Linked DNA regions of Mus musculus: all the other regions are linked to region 4. Evidence: chromatin contacts called from public Hi-C, HiCAR-type and HiChIP or PLAC-seq data. All regions are on one chromosome and are shown on one strand. Each heading gives the region's core, a stretch centred on a gene start, on an enhancer-like site or on the middle of the called end of the contact. The rest is flanking DNA. Distances are from core to core; before and after follow the strand shown. Region 1 overlaps Nrxn1 (neurexin I). Region 2 overlaps Nrxn1 (neurexin I). Region 3 has its middle 360 kb from the start of Nrxn1. Region 4 holds the start of Nrxn1 (neurexin I).

Region 1 (2,700 bases), core at 137-2,636, 400 kb before region 4:
AATAAACAAAACACTAGTGTAGAACTATTAGAGCCACAATTTCTCTGTGTAGAGACTATTTATTTATTCAACAATGATGAGGATATCATTTTCCTATTATTCAAAACCATATGCTTCTAAATAAAAAAATTATCTTTCATTTTGAAAGTAATTAAGAATGTTTCAATAATGATGATTTCCCCTTGAGGGGGACAACAATTATAGTGCCCAGAAATAATTTTCTTCTAAACATAAACACTTTGATCCAGAGAAACAAAGAAAGGGGTATATCATCTAATAATACAAAGTAAGGAGAGATGTCAAATACTCATTTAGTTTTAGATGAATTTCAGATAGTTCCTTTAATGTGGCTCAACCTTGATAAAGTTATAAACTTGCATTTCTATACAAACTTTGTCATTGCTTGCATCATGCTACATAGTCATTGGTGTTATTGTAAGTGTCCTATTAGGTTCAAATTCGGGTGGTAGAACTAATTTATCAGCACTGTCACCACCACCACCATCATCCCCACCACCACTTTTATGGTTACATTTAATATAATACTGCTTCTGTCATTCAGACACACAAAAAGTAAGACAAATTACTTCATCACCTTGTCTTTCAAATCATCACTAGTTTCCTTGGACACTATAATTCCTGCTTCTGCTGTTTCTAGGGTAACTTGCCTTGCCTTACTTATGGACCTTGTGCTGTAATTTTGTTCTGTTGGCTCTCCACATAGAATCCTCGGTGAACAGATTTTATGTGTTGGCTGTCAGTTCCCAACACAGAGCATGGGACATGGTAGATATTGATTAAAGTGAACTGGTTTCGGCAAGATGGCTCAGCTGGTAAAGGTGTTTGCTGTCATTACTGAGGGGCTGTGCTCAATCTCACAACATCAGAAAATGAAAGGAGAGAACTGATCCCTGTAAATTCTCCTCTGACAACTGTAAATGCCATGCCACGTACACACTGAGCTTATGAACGTAAATTCAAAAAATGAGTAACTGTATCCACATATTCGAATATCACTTTTAGTAGAAGGGCTAATTTAAACTGGACACACTGCTCAGCGGGAGCTGAAACCAACAGCCAACGCTCAGTCTTAGCCACTGTTCATTGCTGCTTTCTGCTGGGCTGAAAAATGTCATATTCTATAAAATGTATCAAGTACTTAGAATTAAAATGTCACTGAGCCCCCTACCAGACCATGTTATGCTAGCTTGGTATTTGAAAGCACCACAATTCATTATGCCAACTGCTGATACAGTTCCAGGCTATGGGGCATCTGCCGAAGATGATGGGAAATAAAAATCTGTCGTTCCCTGAAAGGGAATTGCTGTGCTGTGAAAGCTGAATTCCAGGCAAGAACTCACCAGATGCTTTTTGAACTAAAGAATTGAGTTCCAGTTCCTTGGGGACCTGAGCAGATGGGACTCCCTGAGCCCAATTTCAAAGAGGAAGGTCTATGGCAGGATGTCTGGTTTCTGCCCCAATTGTTCTTCCCCTGGTCCCCAAGGCTACAATGTACAGAAGTTAATTCATTCTTGAGCAACATTCCTGCACAGTGTTTCATGGAAGTCTAGAAACCACATCTAAATGTTTCCTGTGAATTCCTCTTAGTATACATGGCAAACTTTTCTTTTATTATTATTAGATATTTTCTTTATATACGTTTCAAATGTTATCCCGAAAGTTCCCTATACCTTCCCTCTGCCCTGCTCCCCTACCCACCAACTCCCGCTTCTTGGCCCTGGCATTCCACTGTACTGCCTGTACTGGGGTATATAAAGTTTGCAAGACCAAGGGGCCTCTCTTCCCAGTGATGGCCGACTAGGCCATCTTCTGCTACATGTGCAGCTAGAGATATGACCTCTGGTGGTACTGGTTAGTTCATATTGGTGTTCCACCTATAGGGTTGCAGACCCCTTCAGCTCCTTGGGTGCTGTCTCTAGCTCCTCCACTGGGGGCCCTGTGTTCCATCCTTTAGATGACTGTGAGCATCCACTTCTGTATTTGCCAGGCACTGGCATAGCCTCATACCAGACAGCTCTAACAGGGTCCCTTCAGCAAAATCTTGCTGGCATATGCAATAGTGTCTGGGTTTGGTGGCTGATGAGGAAGGCACATGACAACCAAAGTAGGAAAGGTGCTGTTTAACCTTAAGTCTCCCTTCTCCAAAGTCCTGCAAATCTAGGCTGCCTTTGCTATTTTTCCCTATAAAAATTCATTTTACTCTTAATTCAGCAAATGTTGAGTTTATTGAAACCCTGCAATTGAATGAAAAGACCTGAGAGAGCATTATATTATGGGAAGAACACAGAATTGGAACTAAGGGCAAGGGTCCTGTGGATGGGTTTGTCAGGTTCTAACATGAGCTAATTAGTGACTGCATTCTGTTAGGTCAGTTATCTAACATATAAAATCGCCATGTCTTCCTTAGTCTGATAGAGAGTCTGAGCTAAACCAGATTCTCTGAGGCAGCAAACCGAGACTTGGTTTTTGGAAGGCCGCCCAAAGTCACTAGAGAGTTATCATTTATTCTCAGAAAGATGAGCATGGAGGGAATTTAGCCTGAATATATACTACAGTTATTGCAAGAAGTCACCTGATCCGTGACCTCACTTGTTCCAGTTGAACCACCAAAATGACATCTGATGAACATCTGATCTATTATGGAAATACTTACTATGGAAAGGAATCTGTAGCTATGAT
Region 2 (2,700 bases), core at 72-2,571, 510 kb before region 4:
CAAATTCTTATCTGAACATTTCCTCTCTGAGCAAAAGGATCTAGGAAAGAACAAAAGAGCTACCCAAAGTCACACATGTCAAGCAATGAAGCTCAGACATGTTTAAATGTGATCAAAACTTTGGAAGTGACAACATTCAATAAAATGTTTTTCAAAGCACAATGTGAAAAGGTAGATCAGGCCGGTGTGCCTCATGTCCAGGTCCAGAGAAAGAGATCCGCTAGGGAACAAACTGATCTGCGTTACAAAAGAAAAGAACATGCATAGGATGTATGCAAATCTCCACTTAGACATGGAATCCGTTGGAATGGAAAGTCCTGGCTGATTAGGGGGCCTTTTACTCGCTTGGCCAAGGGAAACTCAGTAGCCGGCAGTTAGCTACCTTTAGTCGAAGATTTGAATGGAGATACGGAAAATGCTAAAAGATGAGGAAGGAAATTAATTTGGGATTTGTAAGAGGGATAAAGGAGAAGGGGACAAAGTGTTCACCCCCTGGATGACCTAGATGTAGCCAGAGTTACAAGGTGTAATTTTGCTAAGTGGCCACCTGAGGGCACTGTCCGCTATACACCTAGGACCATAGTCGGGCCCCAATCAAATTTTTAAAAGCCTCAATTTGCTGATGGATTAACTTAATTCTTAAATAAGGACACCCATGGAAGATGGAGACCCAAAACTATTCGTCTGTTCTATTTTTATTCTTGAACTACATAAATGAATAAGCAAGACTGACCTCAATTCAAATCCCGGACACTCATAAGGATTACATACAATAACCTCATTTAAATCCATTGAGTATTTAATAGGGACTCAATAAATATCAGCCCCTTTCCATATATTTTAGCATAGAAGTTGCCAAATTAGGACAAGACAAGCACACGGAGGGATTGCATTATTTCACTAAAGGGGTCAGTACTCAAAAGTTCCAGAATAAATAGAGTCATGCTATGAGATCAGTCCAGAGTACATGAATGTTGTGTCTTTCCTTGCGTGTTGCAGCTTGTACTTAATAGCCAAAGGGAATAGACATCGGCAGCTGGGAATAAAGATGAAAACAAATTGTATCAGCAGGGAGAGGCATACACCCAGGAGACTTGGGCAGTGCGAGAAAAGATCGCTAGAACAAGGTCATCAGCACGGAATTTCTTTTCTGGAACTCTCCTTGGGTAGAGGCTTGTTCATGACGATTTCCATATGAATCGAGGTGGGGAGGAGAGAGGTCTGGGTTTCATATTTCCACAATTACAAGATAAAACCCAGTCTTGGACAAAAGCCTGAATGGCTGTCAAGGCTAAATGTGAATTTTACATTCTGGAAACAAAGGCATTCTGTTTGCCTGCACTAGAGGAGCGAATTAATCCCCTCCCCAACACTGTGTAACAGTGCATGGCCCTATGCTGCCCTCTGGTGGTTCTTTTAGGTATAGTAATGTAAGTGAAAACATCAGAAATTTGATTTAGCCAAGTGACTTCAGATGAGGACTGACCAAAGTCAAACCCATTAAAAAGTGAGTTAAAGATTGTATAACATAAATTGTGCCTTGGTTCAGGATGCTCACGACATGTAGTGAGGATCTCTGACTACATCTCTAGTCGTTCCTGGGCATCCTTGGTGAGTTATTCTAAGAAGAACACGGAATTCTGCACTTCAGGAACTACCAGGCATGCAGTGTAGCTAAGCTGACTGCTTTCCCTTAGAGAAGTAAAGATTCTTCATGGATTTGAACAGGGTGTGGATAAGTCAGAATACATTTAATTCTCAGAGGGTGAATGTCAATGAAAATAAACCCACTGACTCAGATACAGTGATTCTCCTGCTTCCTGTATTCCTACGTGACTGGCAGGCACAGTCAGTTCCAGGTGTGAAGCCCTGCATGTCTCATACCCATAAACTCATCCTTAGTTCCCGTGGCTGCCCACGAGGGAAGAAAGAGCAGCCATTGGTTGTTTTCACTTGTTCTTCCTGTATCCTTTAAACAAGGCTTTCTCAAAAAGTCTTCATGCTCAGCCCAGTTGCGGTACCCACACGCAGTGCCATAGCTTTCCTCCCTGTCATGTCCTACATGTGAGTGCTCAGACGCAGTGTGTTCCTTGGGATGGTAACTTCATGGCAGGACCCTCAGCAGGAGTCAGTGCTCAGTAAATAGCATCTGGCTAGCACCGAAGTCCTGCAGAGCAAGGATGTGATGGGTTACATCACGCTCTCCCTCCAGAGTGTTTCTTGGGATTGCTGTTCCTATTAAAAGTCACAAACCCACTTATAACCTGAAACTTCAGCCTAATTTTAGGGAGCAGCTCTTGTTTTGTGACCTCATCTGAGAGGTCTGAAAGCACAGTGGCTTCACAGAATTGAGCAGGATAACTATTGGATTAAATAAATAAATAAATAAATACGTCAACCTGAAGAGGTAGATCTGTAAGTAAGAGTACTGCATACACAAGCATGAAACCCCCAGTTGGTATCCCAGAATCCACACAAACAGCCTTCGTGGCCATGCACATGCCTGTAAATCAGTGCAGAGAGGCAGAGACAAAACAGGAGTATGGCTGGGGATTCCTGGTCCAACGAGAGACTGTGGCTCTAAGGAGTATGATGAAGAATGCCACAGTTAAGACACCCAACACCCTTTTCTAGGGTCCAAACCCACAGCCATACACACGGGAATGTGCCCATGCAGCCACAAACAAACACACACATCTA
Region 3 (2,700 bases), core at 19-2,518, 360 kb after region 4:
GATCAGGAGCTTGATGTCATCCTTGGTTACACAGTGACTTTGTGAACAGAAATGACTTCAAGAACCATTATCTCATTATTTTTTATTGTTTTTTTGTTTAGAGTTCTACACCAACTTTACAAGAAATATTAAAATGTATTAAGATTGAATTGCTTATTAGTTTCATATTAGCAGTACCCTTTCAATATTTTGAAATATCTCATAGACCTCACTCATAAAATGCCTTTGGCAATTTGGTATCTTGGTAAGGTCAACTGGTGAATGCTTTTAAGATATATATATTAAGTTATATATATATATATAGTTTTATATATATATGCTTTTAATATATATATTAATGCTTTTAATATATTAAGCTATATATATAACTTAATTTCAATATATAACTTAATTTTTCATAATTTGCCTTGGTGTTTCCATCAACATGAACAAAGATCTCTCTCCCTCAGTCTATCTTCCCTTCCTTTTCCCTTCCCCACTTCTTTTTCTCCTCCCTCCCCTGCTCTCTCTCTCTCTCTCTCTCTCTCTCTCTCTCTCTCTCTCACACACACACACACAAACACACACAATTTAGAATGACATTTTGTTCAATTGCACTTATAGTCAAGCCTTTGATGCACATATAACATTTTAGAATACATAAACCTCATGAATTCTGGTCGCAATAACTTAAGAGTAGGACACTCATTCATCCTTACCATTTTGCTATGTCTGTAGCTGAGACTGGCCCTAAGTGTGCTATGCAGTTAAGAAAAACCCTGAACTCTACCTTTTGCATCGACTTCTGAAGTGGTGGGTTTACAAGTAAAGCGTCACATCTGGAAGTCAAAAATTCTCCTTGATTGTGAAATTATATCATTTAAAATTCACAATGTTGGTCACAAATGTGTACCCTTTACAACAGAATCAAAAGAGGAGGAGGAGGGGGAGGAGGGGGGAGGAGGAGGAGGAGGAATAAAACAAGAAAAAGAACACACACTGTGAAATCCTTTCAGAACACTTTAAACAAAGGACTTTCAATGCATAGTGAGGGATGTAGTCTCTGAAATGTCTGGAATATTTTAAGAGGTAAAAAAAAAAAAACCACATGTCTTGCTTCTCATAAAGTTGTGGAAATGGTGTTTATATATAGCATGGGTCTAAAGAATATACAGAATTTAGGGGAAAATGTCAGAGATATAGCATGTTGCTAATGGAGATTCTCCCAGAGCACTAACTAGGACCTTTGCTGGCTCCGCCAGCTAAATATTCTCTTTGTCTTTTCTTATTCTGTCAAGTCAAATATGAGGCCACATTTCTCTGAAAATCCCTGTTGATTGAATTCTGGAGCCCAGATAAGCATAGTGACAGAACTTCAAGTAAAAAATATCTGAAGGGAAGAGATGTAAAAGACATCACTTTTCATCTAGAAGCTACCATCTGGGGAAATGTAAGGCAGCCTTTCTCAAGTCATAGCTACCACCTCATTACAAATGCTTCTTTAGTGCTACTCAGCTGCTCATTTGTCTCTCTTCTCTCCACCTGCATATCCTCCTGGCCAAAATTTTAATAATGGTTGTCCCTTTTCCCAGCCCTAAATGTGCCAAGCTCTGGACAGCTTGTGAAAGGCTTTGCTTCAAAGTTAAATGGAGAATTTGGCCAGGATTTAGCTGCCATGGAGACATCCTAGATTTTTTTTTTCACTTCAGCACACATTTGTCTAAACTGAACTCCTTTTTAAGTTCTTCTTCACAGTACCTCTCTTCTCACTGTTTTAGGCCACCCCTCTCACTTTGTCTTTCTTTATTTGCTACTATTTGTTTGACATAATTTAAGAAGTTCTAGTGTTTGAGGTCTGCATATATACTTACTAACTCTCTATGTTTATTTGTTGTAGCATTCTTTATAACTATGCTTTATTTCTATTGGAAAGCTCAAAACTGATTTAACCTACTTTATTTCTGTCCAAGGATGGAGTACCAGTGTTTGCACTGAAATCCTATAATATCCTGAAGACATTTGCCCTACTCATAGTTAATGACCTTGCCTTGTTTCACAATAACTATAAGTTGAGGTTCACTACCATTTGGAAATTTTGTTGACCTAATCTGACAAACAGACAGTGGTGGAAACCTCTCCAGCTTTCAGCCCTCTCATTTTTGTATTATCTTAATGCTGTTATATTACTGGCTTTGACTTCCCTCTGAATCTATCATTTCATCGAATCTAAATTCTACCTTACAGAATTATTTTTAGCTAGCAATATGACAACCTTGAATGCAGAGTTGATTCAATGTGTATACAACTATAGTGGAGAACAGCACAAACTAGCTCTATCATACTGTAAAAGAGAGGCTAATTCCTGAGTTTGAACTGTAATCCTCAATTCAGCTATCTATTTTAACTATTATTAGTTTTTGTTTCCTTAGGCTCTATCCATTGTGAAACTTGTTTCACTTCTCAGGTATGCTTATTTCTCTGCCTTACCAAACCCACTATCCACTGTTTAAATGGATTTCTGGGACATGAAATCTTAGGAAATCTTTGGTTCAATCTTAAAGATGTTTGGATCTTGGCTCTGCCATTTTCTTTTTAAAAAAAATATCCTATTTCTCTAGGCCAAGTCAAGCTACCCTGAGCAGCTTGCAACCTCAGTGGATCTCAGGGGATCTCCACTCTCCTCCCACTTCCCCACCCTCATTCTCCAGACCTGAGGCTCCT
Region 4 (2,700 bases), core at 25-2,524:
ATATCACATTACCTTTTTGCCTACTCTCTTGTGCCCTCCTCCTCTAATGCACATCTTTACCATTTTGTAAAGGATAGAGGTAAGGTGGAGAAAACTAATAAGAATATATATATATATATATATATATATATATATATATATATATTCTTATCACAAGGGAGGTCAACTGGTTCTCCCAGTTCCTAGAGGAAGCTCATTGTGTGAGAGACAGTATCTATATCTATATGGAGAAAATGGATTCTCCCTAGGTGCCCAGAAAGACCTGGTAAGTTCGCAAATTAGAAGATGAAATAAAGGGATCTGAAAAACAACCATACTGCAGCCAAAACAAGAAGCGCTCTAATTCAAAAGCTGCCTGGCAGCCTCATTAATCTTTTCTACTGTTTCTAGAACAAAATTCATTCCCAAGTCACTGGACAGATCAATACTGTATGCTGATTAGCTGCAGTTGCCTTTATTTTACCATGTCTTCAGTCACACACACACACACACACACACACACACACACACCTTACTAAGAAACCTTTCAATATATATCTCCATAAAGACTCTGAAATCTATGTTTTTTTTTAATATACAAGTTTTATCTTTTTGGCTGTGGCTTTTGCAAAGTATCTCAATACCAATGCACACCCAAAATTCTCCCTGGCTTTCCCGCCCAGTCTCTAAGCACCATCTCTAACACCAGTGCAGTTTCTTGAAGCCTGAAGTCTACTGCACAAATTAAGGGTGGGCACAGTCAGGTCTGCTCATGAAGGAAGAGAAAGGAAGAGATGTAGATATATTTTATTGTTTTGTTTTCTAACTGCCTTTCCCTTTTCTTTCTTTGGATGATAAATCACTGCATTCAGCCTTTAAGTTACTACCTAGTTCCACCATCTCATCTTGCCATTTGAAAGGCTACATGCAAAACAACCAAAATCTCCACTCCTCCACCCTCCCACCACCCATCCTTCCCTCTGTAATTGTGGCAGATCCTGGCCCAGTTACAACAGGGAAAGATATCCTTCTCCAGCTTGCCTCGCCCCATCTCCCCTCCCCCTCCCCCGCGCCCAAATTGAGCTCCTTTACCTGCCTGGTTATTCCCCTTAGCTCGAGCCAGAACCTGAAGCATGCATCGGTAAAAGCGAATTTCCTGAGGTCTAAGGATAAGGCGACTGCTGCTGCCTTTTTCCGAGGCGTCAGGCTTGAGCGTCTATCTCCAAGAGTGAGGAAGGGAAGAACATGGAACAGAGAGGAGCAGCAGGGGGAGCAGGAGGAGGAGAGGGAAAAAGGGAAGGAAGAGGCGGTGGTGAAGCCCGAGAAGGCTGGGTTACGTGACGCCGGGTGCTGTCCTTCTGAAAGAGAAGGGCGGAGCTGAGCTCTCCGCAGTACCATGGAGAGCGGCCGGCCCGTGCTCTGGCTGGGGAAAGGGTGGCCTCAGCTGGCAGCTGCAGCCCCTTCCAAGTTCAGATGCTGAGAACAAGGTGTCTCTACCTTGGCATCTTCCCCTTGCAGGGGGAATCTTAGGGCGGAGACTTGCCACAAGCACTTCTAACTAGTCATTCGCCACCCCACCCCCCCATTCCGAGAGAGAGAGAGAGAGAGAGAGAGAGAGAGAGAGAGAGAGAGAGAGAGAGAGAGAGAGAGAGAGAGCCTACTGAGCATGCCCAAGCCCCTGTTATAGACCCACGAAAATCTTGTGGAGATTCCACTTCTCCGGGATTTAGCCGTGATTGGGCGGGGGTACCTGAGAAGATGCCAGAAAAGGACCCCGCAGCTAAAGGGAAGGAGCTGAAGCCGAGGGAATGGTGACTAAGAGGAGCTCTGGTTGTGTGTGTGCACCTGGATCTCCTGTTCTGAATCTTTGCAAAGCTAGAGGCTCTTTGAAGAATGCAGGGGCAGGCAGGACTCAACACCTGCACTGGCTTCCTACAATACTCAGTGTTCCTGCCCCACCCCTTGCTATAGCCCTGCCTGAGCCATCTGCCTACACTGTGATAAAAGACTTTAAGAGCAACCCACCAGGCTATTGCATCAAACTGGAGACCAGACTCATGCGTCTCCCAAGGTGCTTTCCTGACAGTTTATGGGTCCTCCAGCTTTCCATTCTCTGCCTCCGCTGAGGGCATCCTGAGCTGAACCAAGTTCTCTATCTATTAAACTCTTCCCCCGCCCCTGCGCCCCTATCTCTTCCTTCCTTTAGCCTCCGGTAAAACCTGGAAAAAAGTGTAGAGTGGTGTGAGTCTCTGTTACTGTGTAATCAGGCATGCTCAGTAGGCATTTCTGTGCCTGGTGAGAAAAGAGTTAACTCTAAGAGAGCTTGCAGACAAAGTGGATAGAAGTCTGGAATCTGTGGCTTTAAATTACGCATTGAGTCCTTTGGACATTTACATTTCTATCCCCGTTATATTTCCACCACAGATTTGTTTTAGAGTAGAAATACCAGATATTTTTATTTCGGTATCATAGACTTGATAGCCTCAGCCTCAAATGCTGAGGTAAGACTATTTTCTGCCTTCAGACTCTTTAAAGCAAGAATGTAAGAGCTAGGCAAATTCAGGAGAATTGAGATTTCCACATACAAGATTTTTTTTTCCATCCAGAAAAACCAGAACTCTCTCCTAAATATTAGCATGTTTACACTTCTGCTACTTTTGTTCAAATATCTAAGTAACCTCAGACTTACACATCTTTTAATGAACTCAGAAAAGCAGTATC

Evidence for each region. Hi-C and Micro-C count contacts between places; a contact is called where the count stands out from the background. HiCAR-type assays count read pairs that join an accessible place to other places. HiChIP or PLAC-seq counts read pairs in DNA pulled down with a chosen protein or histone mark.
Region 1: a Hi-C map of cerebellar granule neurons shows a contact between it and region 4, with 1.8 times the contacts expected there. The contact joins the enhancer-like site here to the promoter of Nrxn1 in region 4. A contact is called at or near these places in 3 of 39 promoter capture datasets (hippocampal neurons, neural stem cells and stem cell-derived epiblast-like cells), 3 of 484 Hi-C or Micro-C datasets (cerebellar granule neurons, cerebral cortex and neural progenitor cells) and 1 of 115 datasets of contacts at active chromatin or transcription factors (astrocytes).
Region 2: a contact with region 4 is called in a HiCAR-type map of astrocytes, with 3 times the contacts expected there. The contact joins the enhancer-like site here to the promoter of Nrxn1 in region 4. A contact is called at or near these places in 2 of 39 promoter capture datasets (hippocampal neurons and stem cell-derived epiblast-like cells), 2 of 484 Hi-C or Micro-C datasets (cortical neurons and embryonic stem cells) and 2 of 115 datasets of contacts at active chromatin or transcription factors (astrocytes and forebrain).
Region 3: a contact with region 4 is called in an H3K4me3 HiChIP or PLAC-seq map of neural progenitor cells, with 14 read pairs. The contact joins the enhancer-like site here to the promoter of Nrxn1 in region 4. A contact is called at or near these places in 1 of 39 promoter capture datasets (liver), 1 of 484 Hi-C or Micro-C datasets (cerebral cortex), 3 of 115 datasets of contacts at active chromatin or transcription factors (astrocytes and neural progenitor cells) and 1 of 9 other capture datasets (adipose tissue).

What each region holds. Positions count from the first base shown.
Region 1 is chr17:90,692,790-90,695,489 of GRCm38.p6, forward strand. The region is part of intron 8 of Nrxn1 (neurexin I); the gene reads right to left. Among named protein-coding and RNA genes, the nearest start is that of 4930480K15Rik, 170 kb to the right of the region's middle. RefSeq lists an enhancer at 2,591-2,700. Within about 2 kb of position 1,387, at least 2 of the 459 cell types and tissues checked have an H3K27ac peak or open chromatin away from gene starts, as enhancers often do. A contact at or near this core is called in cerebellar granule neurons, where this site is marked.
Region 2 is chr17:90,583,735-90,586,434 of GRCm38.p6, forward strand. The region is part of intron 15 of Nrxn1 (neurexin I); the gene reads right to left. Among named protein-coding and RNA genes, the nearest start is that of Gm32337, 120 kb to the left of the region's middle. Within about 2 kb of position 1,322, at least 64 of the 459 cell types and tissues checked have an H3K27ac peak or open chromatin away from gene starts, as enhancers often do. A contact at or near this core is called in astrocytes, cortical neurons and forebrain, where this site is marked.
Region 3 is chr17:91,450,358-91,453,057 of GRCm38.p6, forward strand. No RefSeq gene overlaps it. Among named protein-coding and RNA genes, the nearest start is that of Nrxn1, 360 kb to the left of the region's middle. Within about 2 kb of position 1,269, at least 23 of the 459 cell types and tissues checked have an H3K27ac peak or open chromatin away from gene starts, as enhancers often do. A contact at or near this core is called in cerebral cortex and neural progenitor cells, where this site is marked.
Region 4 is chr17:91,091,528-91,094,227 of GRCm38.p6, forward strand. It overlaps Nrxn1 (neurexin I), which reads right to left and starts at 1,275. Exons shown (of 23, transcript NM_020252.3): 1 at 1,072-1,275.